Linked DNA regions of Rattus norvegicus: region 2 is linked to region 1. A link is a contact called in public Hi-C data. All regions are on one chromosome and are shown on one strand. Each heading gives the region's core, a stretch centred on a gene start, on an enhancer-like site or on the middle of the called end of the contact. The rest is flanking DNA. Distances are from core to core; before and after follow the strand shown. Region 1 holds the start of Lamtor5 (late endosomal/lysosomal adaptor, MAPK and MTOR activator 5). Region 2 holds the start of Kcnc4 (potassium voltage-gated channel subfamily C member 4).

What was found. A called contact is a pair of places that touch in the nucleus more often than the background predicts.
Region 2: a contact with region 1 is called in a Hi-C map of mammary epithelial cells, with 3 times the contacts expected there. The contact joins the promoter of Kcnc4 here to the promoter of Lamtor5 in region 1. A contact is called at or near these places in 3 of 12 Hi-C or Micro-C datasets (the Rat2 cell line, Schwann cells and mammary epithelial cells).

The regions. Positions count from the first base shown.
Region 1 is chr2:197,585,897-197,589,914 of GRCr8, reverse strand. Lamtor5 (late endosomal/lysosomal adaptor, MAPK and MTOR activator 5) reads right to left here and starts at 1,673. Exons shown (of 4, transcript NM_001106462.1): 1 at 1,420-1,673; 2 at 535-596. The coding sequence starts at 1,649.
Region 2 is chr2:197,786,191-197,789,816 of GRCr8, reverse strand. Kcnc4 (potassium voltage-gated channel subfamily C member 4) reads left to right here and starts at 1,384. Exons shown (of 4, transcript NM_001415110.1): 1 at 1,384-3,474. The coding sequence starts at 2,794.

The sequences.
Region 1 (4,018 bases), core at 424-2,923:
ATAATAATAATAATAAGGGTGTCTGGTAATTAAGAGCCCAACACATGTAACTCTTCAAAGATACACACACAATTATATGTATACATACACACACATATATATATGAAATCAACCCAGTGAAGAAACTGAAGCCCCAAGAGGCTCCCTCTGTTCTGAACTCACATTGCTAGCAGACAGCATAGGAGAATGGGGTTGAAGTCAAATGTGTCTAACTATGAAATCCCTATTTTTTTTACTGACAATAACTTACTGCACAGTCCCTGCACAGAGACTGCATTCAGCAATGATTTTCCTTATCTAAAGCCCTCTTCCAGACCACTTAAAATTTATTCAAAACCATTTTAGTAGAACCAACGGTAGAACTGGGAGGAATATTTCTGCCTTTAAAAAACAACTGAAAGGCTTCAATTATCTACTCTTAATTAGAGATAATCTCTGTACCCCAACAGTAACAGGAATAAAACTACAAAATAGTAGCAAAGTAAGTTAAGACTCCCAGTGAACTCCAAAGGGAGGCTAGTAGCAGACACTTACAGCCCAGATTAAGTCCTTGTGAATCTGTGCATAGGACTCCAACAATGGATGGATTCTTCATTCTAATTTTGGGAGCGCAAGAAAAATGAACCAGATGATATTAAGAAAATACTTCAAATTATTGTAGCACAAACAGGTTTTCTATGCACCGAGTATTAACCACTTCAAATCAGTCCTTAAAAAAACTTCTTCCCCTTCCAAAAGAAAAACTGTGAGTAGTTTAAATAAAGAAAGGATTTTTTTTTTCACAACAGACTGAGCCAGGTACCTCTGCTTCACAAAGCCACAAACAATGCAGTTATCTATAGGGTTCTGTCCTTGGTATAAAAGCATGCTCTAGGACAGCAACTCATTAAGAAAACTGTTACGAATCTAAGTAACAGAAATTGCTCCTGGAAGGGATTAAGAAGCTGAAGGGAGCGCGTCTTCTTGTAAGACCTCCCAATTTTAAATTTTAGAGATAGCCGAAAAACTTAACGGATGTATTTACTTCACAAGCGCTGAGTAACTGATGGGTTACAAACACAGGACGATGTGCGTGTGCTTTTGCACCGCGGGGGCTCAGTTTAGCACACCTGGGACACCCTTCCCCAAACTTAATCCGTTTCCCAAACTTCTGAAGAGCTACTCGACTGTAAGGACAACTTCAACACGACAGCTGATTGGGCCTCTCTCGCTTGGGCCCGCAAGACTCTAGCTCTACAAAGAAGCTCACAGAGCCTAGCAAAACTTTAATATCCAGTCACGAGCGGCCCAGTTGTTTGCAGAAGTCACCTGCTCGCCGCCCAGCGCCCCGAAGGCATCCGGAAACACTCGCGGTCCATGCGGCTTGTCCCACTCCAGCCCCCTGTCCCGAGCCCAGGACGTGCTGCACGCACTACTCACGTGTCCTCCAAATGCTGCTCCAAAGTCGCCTCCATCCCGTACACTGTCCGCCCCAGCCCAAGACCCCTCGGCAAAACACTTCCTCCTTCACAGCAAGCCTCGGTCACGTGACTTGACCGAGGCGGGCGCGCGGACGGCGTCTCCAGAGGGAACAAATTCATCGTGGCGCCGCGTTCGCACTCTTTACGAAAAGACATAGCTACCACTACAGAACCGGCATTAGCTGGCATTTGATTCGGTGTAATGGGCCTTCAGATTATTCTCCATCCGCAAGGAGGTCTGAGGTCGGGCCCCAGGGCCTTTTCCTGGCCTAGCATTTGGTCTTAGTGATTTTTAACCTTTGGATTTTGGTTCAAACAATGTCCAGTCCTAACCAGAGGTAGATCTTGTTTAAGTTTTAAAGTAACCAGGCAGATCCGGCAGGGTCTCATCTAGGCAATAGGGCAATCGCCAAGAAGACAGTCTTCGGTTTCTGACTCCAGGACAAGAGACTGGGGTGTATACTTTACATATCATAGCATACCTGGACTTCAGGTTCTCACAACATCCCTCAATCCCTAGCTGGCATGCCATATTCCCAGCCCTGAATTTTGCAACCCAGGGTCTGGGCTGCCCTTCCCCCAGAGATTCCTCTTTACATAATCTAGACATTTTGGTCTCTCCCTCTCTTCTCTCTCTGCATGCATGCCCCCTTCTCTCTTTCTCCCTCCCTCCCCCACCCCCTCTTTCCCCATGGAGACTTCCCTGGCCTTGGTCCTTGGGGATGTGAATCGCCCACGGAGAGCAACTTCCCAATAAACCTACCTTTAACATAATCTAGTCTGGTTTAAATTGACTCATTTCACCAGTATCGGAGAAATAACCGATCACACAGGACCGATGGAGAGGGGTGCACACAAGGGACTAAAGGAAGAGATGGCACAGGTTGAAACCCCAAACTAAATGGTGGGAAAGTGTCAGAATCTTAACAACAATGGTGCACAGGCTGGCCTCGAATCCTCCCACCTCCGTCCTCTGATTTACTGCCATGTGCCAAATTTAATTTGCATTGATACTTCTGATAGCTAGGTGGTTGGAAGTTTTAGGAAAAGAAATTAGGTTTAGGTGATGGTGAAGACCATGTATTATTACTTTGAAATAACTGAGTTTTAAATTTTATATTTCCTTTTTTTGTTTTAGACACAGTATGTCATATAACTCCTCGTTGCCTCAAATTTGCAGAGTCTTTGCAGCTGGCCTTGAACTACTGATCTCTCTGCCTTTACTTCCCAAATGCTGGGTTCACTGGTAACCAGTATAAACACTTTAGAATAAACTATTTTTTTTCTTTTTTTCTTTTCTCCTTTTTTTGGGGGGGACCGAACCCAGGGCCTTGTGCTTGCTAGGCAAGCGCTCTACCACTGAGCTAAATCCCCAACCAACACTTTAGAATAAACTAACCACCCGCCGCAGTCCTACTGTGCAGACTGATAAGGGTGTTTTGGAGACTATCTTTTCCATATGGCTATATGCAAATGTATTATTTGTAATGTTTTTTAATGCAAAAGCAACGTACATATTATATATACAATTCTGAATTCTGTAGCAGGGTTCTTCACAGAATTTATTATAAGTATCTTTTCATGGCAGTAAGTTTTTATTTGCTTTGTTTGTAATAGCTGCAAAACACCCCAAATGCCTAAAGTGAATTTTCTGTTTATTAGTGACCAGTTAAGTTGCTCTTGTGTCCCCTCCCCACCCTCTGCCCTGGTGGTACCATTGTTGTGCTGGTTGGATATTCTTATAGCCCGATACTGTGCTTTTTTTTTTTTTTATGGTGTGTGTGTGTGTGTGTGTGTGTGTGTGTGTGTGTGTGTGTGTGTTATTTACACTGTGAAGGTTTTCACTGCGAAGGTTTTATGAAAACCATGGTGTATCCATGGCTCATCTCTACCCCTTCCTGTGCAGCATGCCTTGCACTAAGCTTCCTCTAGCAATCTGACCTCTGACATTTACTCAGTCTGTTTTCTGATCTGGTACCCATAAGAGAAGAGGCCAAGACCCGGTCACCTGATCGCTGTTTGTTTACCATACTGTTAAAATGAAACTTGCAGAATTATTATTTTTAACTTTACAGCTCAGGCTTATCTCTAATGTGTGATTCTCCTGCCACAGCCTTCTAATGCTATAATTGCAGCTATGAGCCACATACTTGGCTATGCTTCCAGAATTGTGTGTTTGAATGTATGTTCATGTGTGTCTTGATACATGTGTATGCTTGGGTTCACTGTGTTTGTAGATTTTCATGCATGTATGTGCATGTGCTCTCTGAGGTCAGAGGTCAGCCTTGTCTTGATCCTCAGGTGCCATTAACCTTGTTTGTTTGAGACAAGATCTATCTATAGTCTGGGGCTTTGATTAGGTTTGCTTGACTGGCTAGCTTCAGGAATCTTCATGTCCTCACCCATCTCACCCATCTCAGCTTCTTCAGTGTTGGGGATTATCTGTGTGCCACCTTGTCCAGGCACTTACCCATGGGATCTGGAAACCAGGCCCAGGTCTCCACATTTGCAAGGTAAGAATGCTGTCTGAGACATCTCCCCAGCTCCTGGTTCTAGTA
Region 2 (3,626 bases), core at 135-2,634, 200 kb before region 1:
TGAGAGGACTTTAATGTCATCACAGTCAGGACATCAATATCCTCTTGGTAGTGCTTCCTTTCTCAATTCGGTCCTAGGCAGTCCTCGATCTTCTCTTCTCAGTCATGTTGAAGTATTTCTTTTGCTGCACTAAACTCTGGAATCCAGACATAATATCTAAGAGTAAGGGAGTACCCAAAGAGGATACCCACAAATGAGTGCTTCTAACTACAGTCAAGATGGTGGTATGGGCCTGTCCTGAATGCTAGTACACATGATAATTTGGGGTTGTTTGTTTGTTTGTTTTGCTTTTGTTTTCTGGGGTTTTAAAACCCTCATTAATGACAAGACCTTTGCTTTATAGAAATCCCTTGCGTTTACATTGGCCCTTTAACCTCTCTCGGAGCTGCCTGTTCCAGATCTCAGGTGGTACGCACATGTAGTGTCAGGTGGTCAGGTGTGATGTGTCAATCACCTTGTACTTCTGTTTAAAAGTCCTCCCTGTATCTCCCAGAGTTCCTGAAGCAGAGAGAAGGGGAAGAGATGAAGAGGGAGGATATTAAAGATGTAGGTGTGGTTCTACGCTTAAAAAAAAAAAAAACCCTAAAACTAATGAATCTGGAAATTGCTTCTGGGAGAAGGCCAACAAAGTCTAATGCTTCATGTTTTGGATACAGCAGCTTCTCAATTACTTAGCAAATAGGTCCTCAGAGGCGGCCACTGTGGGTGTTATCGAGATGAAAAAGCACAGTGCAGCCTAGAGGAACCCGCAGTCTGGGAGAGAAGACAAGGCAGAGACAAGTGCAAGGACTGGAACAGCAGTAGGACCCTAAGATAGCATGAGGAAGAGTGTGGCGTCTCCTAGGTTCCCTTCACTGCAACAGGGAGCCAGGCCTTCGACCTGATCATCTTCAGGAACACACTCATAAACCATTTCTCCACGGACAGCAGCAGGCTTAGAGCTTCCCTCCACCTAGACCAGAAACATTTCTCTGCCCAAGGCCATGCTGTCCTGGCTCCAAGGTGGAAGCTGTGGTGACTATGTCAGAGATCATAAATATCAAGATCCAGAGTGTCCAAGACACAGGATGGGGCCACGGTGGTCAGACCATGTTTCGGGAAGAGGAGAGGACAGTCTCTTCTTTGATGTACAGTCTTGCCACTCTATTCCATCCTGGCTTCCAGTCAGCCACAATGAAACAGTGAAACCACAACAATACGAGCGGGGTAGCTGTAAGAGGTGTAGAGAAAGAGACAGGAAGAGAGGTTAAAGGTCAGGGGTCGAGAGCGCTTGGGTGTCACCAAGGGCTGCAGTGGGTGGAGCTGAGGGCTAGGGAGAGGCGGGGAGTGGGGCAGAGAGGGGATGGCAGCGGAGGCGCGCAGGGGCGGCGCGCGACGCTGGGCACTGGCTGCTAGCGGGTTACGCGCCTCCGCTGGGCTGGGATGCGCGGATGAAGGCTGAGCTTTGCTGCCGGAGCTCCGCAACGCCCCAGGTCTGCCTTGCGCCTTGCCGCGCCCACCCCGCCCCCCGGAGGGCGCGCCCGGGTCAAGCGAGGCCGAGAGGAAAAGGCGCCACTTGGAGCGTCGCATCCTCTGTCATCGCGGGAGGGAGTCGCAGAAACCTCTGAGCCCCATTCCTCTGGCGCCCAGGCGCTCCCATCCCTAGACCACCTCGCGCCCGCCCCTAGCAAGGAGCCAAGGCCGGCGCCCCGCCCGGAGATGGGCAGACGCGCAGATGGCGCGGCTCCCGGCGCCGCCAGATCGCAGGAACCCGGCGCCGGGGCGCTGCGCTGAGGCTCCCTCTTGGAGCGGCCTCGGAAGCCTGCAGGTGTCCTTGACCATTCGGCCACCGCCCGGGACACTCCTCCGCCAGCACTGGGTGCCTGGCTCTTCAGAGCAGCCCCGCCCTCCAGGCTCTGCGCCGCGCAGGACGCCCCGTCTGAATCCCCCCCTCCCCGTCCCGGCGCGGCCCCCGCAGCGCTGCACCCAGCCCCGCGCAGCTCCCGGCCGCGGACGCAGGACCCAGGCTCGCTGCAGCGGGCGCGCTTGTTTTCCTGTCGCCTGGTCCTGCGCAGCTCCCACCCGCTGGTCCGTCTCGCTCGGCTCAGCCCCGCCCGCCATCGGTGCTCCGCGCTGGATTTATGAATGGGGGCAACAGGCCACATGCCCGCCACCGCCGCCTCGAATTGACCGCACACTGCCCGGCCCCGCAGAGCTCTGGCTACCGTAAGAACATCCGCCTGGCCCCGGTAGCCACTCCGAAGACTTGTTGCTGTTACGCTGCTGCCTCCGCCGCTGCCGCCGCCCGGAGAAACCCTGCCGCGTCCAGGCTCGCCGGGTTCTAGGAGCCAAAAGGTGGCCCGTGTGAGTGTGAGCGAGCGAGCGCGCTGCGGACCCTGGCAGTGCTCTGGGACTGTGCGCTTCTCTGTCTTTCTGGGGTTGGGGGGGGCGTGTCCCCGGCCCGGAGCATCCTTGTGCTTGCCTCAACCTTCTGAGACCCCGGACCCCTTGGATTGAGTCCTCGACCCTGGTCTTCACCTCCTGCCTCCCCTAGGTTCTTCCTGCCAAATCCCAACCACCTGTGCACCACAAAAAGCCAACTCTTCCTGCTCCGAGCCCCGGGGGGGTGGGGTGGGGGGGAGGCAGGGGCAGAGCCACTCTGCAGAAGGGGCCGCCACCACCTCCTGCCTCCTCCTCCTCCACCACCTCCTCCTCCTTCTCGTCTCCTCCCCCTCCCCGTTCTGACGCTGCCTCCTTGGGAAGGGTGTTTGGAGGGCAGCGGCCGCCCCAAGCCGGAGCCCCGCAGCGCTTCTTATGATCAGCTCGGTGTGTGTCTCCTCCTACCGCGGGCGCAAGTCGGGGAACAAGCCTCCGTCCAAAACATGTCTGAAGGAGGAGATGGCCAAGGGCGAGGCGTCGGAGAAGATCATCATCAACGTGGGCGGCACGCGACATGAGACCTACCGCAGCACCCTGCGCACCCTACCGGGCACCCGCCTTGCCTGGCTGGCGGATCCCGACGGCGGGGGTCGGCCAGAGTCGGATGGCGGCGGTGCAGGCAGCAGCGGCAGCAGCGGCGGCGGCGGGGGCTGTGAGTTCTTCTTTGATCGGCACCCGGGTGTTTTTGCCTATGTGCTCAACTACTACCGCACGGGCAAGCTGCATTGCCCCGCAGACGTCTGTGGGCCTCTCTTTGAGGAAGAGCTCACTTTCTGGGGTATCGATGAGACAGATGTGGAACCCTGCTGCTGGATGACCTACCGGCAGCACCGCGATGCTGAAGAGGCACTGGACATCTTCGAGAGCCCGGACGGGGGCGGGGGTGGCGCAGGGCCCGGCGACGAGGCTGGAGACGATGAGCGGGAGTTGGCCTTGCAGCGCCTGGGCCCCCATGAAGGAGGCTCTGGCCCTGGTGCTGGGTCCGGGGGTTGCCGTGGCTGGCAGCCCCGAATGTGGGCGCTCTTCGAGGATCCGTACTCATCCCGGGCGGCCAGGGTGAGTGGCAGAAGCCAGGGTCTCCCCATCTCGGTGTCCAAGGGTTTCTTGGTACTAGTGTTGGTAGGTTGGATGGGGAGGGGGGGGGGTGGAAGGAGACTGGCATACCTGGCAGACTATAACTGCCTGCCTCCTAATCCCCCCCCACCCTC